Regions from separate parts of the Sus scrofa genome. Here region 1 is linked to region 2. A link is a contact called in public Hi-C data. All regions are on one chromosome and are shown on one strand. The core of a region is the stretch at or near the end of the contact, and the rest is flanking DNA. Distances in the headings are between cores, read along the strand shown.

The links. A called contact is a pair of places that touch in the nucleus more often than the background predicts.
Region 1: a contact with region 2 is called in a Hi-C map of retroperitoneal adipose tissue, with 4 times the contacts expected there. The contact joins two enhancer-like sites. A contact is called at or near these places in 1 of 5 promoter capture datasets (liver), 15 of 47 Hi-C or Micro-C datasets (alveolar macrophages, brain, embryonic fibroblasts and 9 more) and 1 of 2 datasets of contacts at active chromatin or transcription factors (skeletal muscle).

What each region holds. Positions count from the first base shown.
Region 1 is chr13:38,833,518-38,836,217 of Sscrofa11.1, forward strand. All of the region lies in intron 2 of ARHGEF3 (rho guanine nucleotide exchange factor 3), which reads right to left. Among named protein-coding and RNA genes, the nearest start is that of ARHGEF3, 91 kb to the right of the region's middle. Within about 2 kb of position 1,409, at least 9 of the 83 cell types and tissues checked have an H3K27ac peak or open chromatin away from gene starts, as enhancers often do. A contact at or near this core is called in retroperitoneal adipose tissue, where this site is marked.
Region 2 is chr13:38,650,013-38,652,712 of Sscrofa11.1, forward strand. The region is part of intron 4 of ARHGEF3 (rho guanine nucleotide exchange factor 3); the gene reads right to left. Among named protein-coding and RNA genes, the nearest start is that of FAM208A, 94 kb to the left of the region's middle. Within about 2 kb of position 1,424, at least 6 of the 83 cell types and tissues checked have an H3K27ac peak or open chromatin away from gene starts, as enhancers often do. A contact at or near this core is called in retroperitoneal adipose tissue, where this site is marked.

The DNA.
Region 1 (2,700 bases), core at 159-2,658, 180 kb after region 2:
CCGTGGCTGTGGCATAGGCCAGTGGCTATACCTCCAACTGTACCCCTAGCCTGGGAACCTCCATATGTCATGGCTGCGACCCTAAAAAGACAAAAAGCAAAAACCTGGTGCCACCATCTCATATAATCTGCACAACAACTTGAGGGGTAGGTTCTGTTAACACCACATCTCGCAGAGCAGGAGCCTGGAGCCCAGGACGCGTGCACAGTGTGCCAGCAGGTGAGGAAGCTCAGCTCTGAGTCCAGGGCTCAGCCTCCCAGCCCTGCCAACCATCAGTAGCTGAGCTGAGCTGAGCTGCTGGCAATGTGAAGGCCCAGCGGGAGCCAGGGAAGGAAGTGCTTGGCAAAGGAGGGAAGGAGCCATGGGAAAGGGAGCTAGAAGAGGAAGGAACCCCGGGAACGTGGGTGGATAATGCCCCAGGCATGCTCTTAGCTACAAGCTGCTATGCCAGAGGCTGGCTTCATTCTTTCAGCAGCAGAACCCATGTGTCAAACCTGATCAGACTCAAAACTCAAGAAATAAACCTGGCAGAAGCAGACTGGCTCTCGTTGAAGGGAAGGAGAAGAAGGAACCAGACCCACCAACCTCCCCCAACTTCTAAATCTCCATCCTCATAGCCACTAAGGAAGGGAACTTCCAAGGAATGCAGGACTCCTTTGGGCTTCCACTCTCAGATGTATGCTCCCTGAGAGCTGGTCGTTCTTCCTCTCTTTCTTTCCCTCTTTTTCTTTCTTTCCTTCCTTCCTTTCTTTTCCTTCTTTCCTCCCTTCCTTTTCTTTCTTTCCTTCCTTCCTTTCTCCTTTCAAATATTCAAATAATAGCACACTCAAAACTAAAATTAGCCAGAGGTGCACTGCGTCTTGTATCTGCCCCACACTGGGACATACTTGGGACTCAATAAATGGGGGATGGGCAGGTCTGGGCAACACCTCAGCAGAGTCAAATGTGGATCCCCCCTCACTACCTAAATGACCCTCAGCAAGGATCTGACCCTCACAAAGCCTCAGAAGCCCCAGCAGTTCCCCCACATCTTGTGATTTTTAAGAGGCTTAATCAAGCGGACGCTTATAAGAGCCCTTCAGCACAGTGCCTGGCAAATAGTGAAAGCATGGTAAATGTTACCTAACATTATTATTAATAGCATCAATAGGATTAAAAGTGTGGTGGGGTAATGGGGGATGCTTCAATAAAACAAAAAATTTTTTTAATGTGATGGGGAAAAACAAAAGATCCACTGGAAGGAATTTAAATGTCCCCAAGAAAAGCACAGTGCCCTGCATGTCCCAATGTACCCTCCCAGCTGGCCTGTGAATGCTCTGGTTTTTGTACCCATCTCTATCGTTTTTGTACCAATGGGAGGAAGGGCCCGGACCATGGAGGTGAGAAGGTCATGAGTTTGACGAGCAAGGCTCATCTGGAGCCAAGTGTTTATTAATTGGTGTTTATACATGTCGTGCCCATCTGGCTCCGATTCTGTCTGAACCTGTGCTCTAAAAAGCTGTACACCTCCCCCTAATGATTTCTCTAAGGCTTCAGATGCACAGACAGCAGTAGACACAGCACAGACGTTGCAGCTCTAAAGGGGTAAAGTCCCCTCCTTGAGTGCTCAGAGTTATATCTGAAACAGCTGGAAGTGAATCTTTTCCAGGACTGACTTTTCCAGGAGAGCAGGGTTCCAACCTCCCCAAGAGGACAAAGTCAGCACATTATGTGAGTGAAGACTGTCCTCTGCTGACCAGCATAGAAATCTCAGCAGACAAGCTTTCTCCAGGAGGACCTCAGCTCTGCAGCCTGGAGGTGTCTCAAAAACCCAATGTGGTTCTTTCCCTTTGCTTTTCCCTTCTCTTTTCTTTTCTTTTCCTTCCTTTTCTTTTCTTTTTAATTAATATGAACTTCAAACAAAAAGTCTTCCTTTCCTAAAGGAGAAGACCTCAGAGAAAGGACACAATCATAGAGAATTTCCTTCCACTTCTTGGTTATGTTTTCCATGCGGGAGCACTTGAATGTCACCTAAAAAAAGGTCCTTGTAGCTCTTGACCCAGTGTCTGCAGGCAGCCAACAGCATTATCCAATTGCCATCCTAAGACTTGACCAGACTCCAAACCTCACAGACGGGACACGTGGAGTCAAAGCCGGCTGATTTCTCCTAGAAACCCCCAGTGGATCAGTTTTTTTTTTTTTTTTTTTTTTTTGTCTTTTTTTTTTGTTGTTGTTGTTGTTGCTATTTCTTGGGCCGCTCCCGCAGCATATGGAGGTTCCCAGGCTAGGGGTCTAATCGGAGCTGTAGCCACCGGCCTACGCCACAGCCACAGCAACGCTGGATCCGAGCCGCGTCTGCAACCTACACCACAGCTCACGGCAACGCCGGATCGTTAACCCACTGAGCAAGAGCAGGGACCGAACCCGCAACCTCATGGTTCCTAGTCGGATCCGTTAGCCACTGCACCACGACGGGAACTCCTGGATCAGTTTTTAAGATCCTGAAGGCAGAGGGGACCAGTCAATCCTGGCTCAAACCCAGATGGCTCTGGATGGTCTCCTCTAGAATCTTGGAACCTTGGGACGAGAGCCTCCCCCCCACCTCAGGACTAGAACACAGTTCGTCTGGCTTCCTGCCAGACTGATCCCCACAGCTGGGGTCACCATGACCTCATCTCCATCCTAGCACCATCCCTACCCCACTCACTGGGAACAACCCTG
Region 2 (2,700 bases), core at 174-2,673:
CATACAGGGTCTTTAGGCTGATCAATACTCAAGATTTCCAGGCACACTGAGGAGGTCCAATAGAAAACAACAAAGGAAGAGAAAGAGATTGGGCATTATGTCCTATTTAGAAAAGTTAGAGGAACCAGAATGTCCAGCCAGGAGAAGACAAGCTCCTGGGAGAAGTGTGTGTGTGTGTGTGTGTTAAGTGTGTGTGTATGCACGGGTGTGCTCATGCACACGTGTGAAGTAGGGAAAGTTTTCAAATATTTAAGGGGATAAGACATGAAGAAGTATTATTGCATAATATTCAGCTCCAGAAAGCAACATTATCATTAAGAGAGGATTTTCTTATGATTCACACTAAACAAAGATGGAATGAACAGCCTTAGAAGGTTCCTGGAAGTGTTGAATGAGAGATCGAATGGATCCAGCAGTGGACAAGAACTGAGCTCCATGTTCTCAATAGGTCTTTCCCACCCTGAGATTCTCTAACACAATCACCCTGGGTCATTTCCTGGAGGCTGGTTTTGTTTGTTTGTTTCATAAATCCCCGGAAAAAAAGCATGTTTTGCTACTCCTTTCCTCCTCATCTTAAGAGCCAGAAAAAGAAAAAAAAAAGTCCAGTGAACTTACCGTTAAGGTTTCTGGTTCAGCTCCAATTAATTGAGTTTACTAATAATCAGCTACCTTCCTACAAAAGGACGCAATTTCCCAAACACAGAAGGTTGGACACAAGCATTTCCAGACTTAAAAAGACCCACTCTTTTTCCAGCCAAAGGTTTGGAAAACTTTCTTGATTAATTTGTGCCATAACCTTTTCTAAGCTAATAACTGACCTCAATTCATAAAAACTTAAAGGCATTAGAAACCTTTGGCCTTCATTCCTAATGTTTCATGAGCCAACACAACAAGGAAAAATGGCAGTGCAATCACAGAAATTTCCTCATTTTGTGTGAGACCCATACCCATTACCAGGCTAACAAATTATGGAAGGCAACTGAGTGCACACATCACAAAAGAAGGAGCCCTTTCAGATACACACATGCCATTAATAACAATTATATGTACATAGGACTTTGCAAAATTAGGATAGGACCAGTAATTTATTTTCATTCATTTGTTATGAAAACAGTGGCACCGGTCCAGGATTTTATAGGCAATCACAAAGTGTCCTGAGAAAAATGACACAATTTGCAAATATCCAGATGGTGGTCAGGGGCTTCTAGTTATTGGTTTATGTGGAAGGCTGGTGGTTAATGTAGATAAGCAAAATGACTAATTGCAGCACTAACAATGTCACCTCCACAGCACTGAGCATGCAGAATTCTGCCAAAGACCAGCTCCTTGGTCTTGAGAAGCACAAAACGGAAGTTACCAAAACCCTCCCAAATGAAGGCTTGCAAACCCCCTCCTGTGGGTCACAGCCATTCTATGAAGTGGCTGCCAGAGAAGTGACTAATGGTGGGGTCTCCTGTCCAGATACTCAGGAAAAAATGGCAATAAGGCAATTTGCTCCAGCAGGCGAGTTCACCCTTCACGTGCTCTGTGGTGAAGAAACCAGTGATTTAGTCATTTAGAGGCAACATGATGTGGTTGGGAAAATACAGATTTCAGGGTCGGACTGGGGTGTGAGTATTGGCTCCTCCACCTCCCAGCTCAGCCATCCTGGAAAGGCCACTATCCAGCTCTAAGCCTCAGTTTCCTCTACAAAAAAGAGCATTTACACCACCCTCAAAGGATTGTTTTAAGGATGATTAGAGGACTTACAGGAAGACCTCTGTTGCACTGATATGCATAAAATAGCATCCAGGAAATTAGGATGGTGATCATGTTTTTAAAAATTGTTTTAGGAATCTTTCTGAGATGCAGAGGACTTGACGGTGATACTTATTGAGCACTTACTATGTGCTAAGCACTGTACATGAATCATCTATCATCGTGCCCATTTTAGCACTGAGGAAACCAGGGCTTTGAGAAAAGCACAGTAGATTGTCTAAGGCCCTATCAGTAGCAGCTGGAGATGGCATGAACCGAGGCAGTCTTATTCAGTAGCTGACACCCTAAACAGACTCAAAGGTGCATGTCAACATATTTTTCTCTAATAAACTTATTCCTAGTTCATGTGCATCCTGGAGGGCAAAGACCCCTAAAATGCCCACCTATTTCAACAAGCCTCAGAATCATGGCCAATGACCACACTCAGATCCTATCAACAAGTGATAGCCCTTTACCACCCACGTTGCTCTCCATCTAGCAACATCTGGGGTCACATGATTTGTGGAATCTATTTGATTATGTGATGAAATCCCAGGATTCCTTTTTTTTTTTCTTTTGTTTTTTAGGGTCCCATCTACGGCATATGGAAGTTCCCAGGCTAGGGGTCCAATTGAAGCTACAGCTGCTGGCCTATACCACAGCCACAGCAATGCAGGACCCAAGCCGAGTGTGCAACCTATACCACAGCTCATGGGAATGCCAGATCCTTAACCCACTGAGCGAGGCCAGGGATTGAACCTGCAACCTTATGGTCCCTAGTCGGATTTGTTTCCGCTGCACCACAACGGGAACTCTAAAATCCCAAGATTCTAACTGCTGTAATCCCTTGGAACTATTTCCAAGTAGTTAGTTGTACATACGGTCAGTTTAACACCATAAGATACAAATTATAAGAAATGTATAAATAACTGGAAATCAGCTAACCCTTTTAGCTCTCCTGTT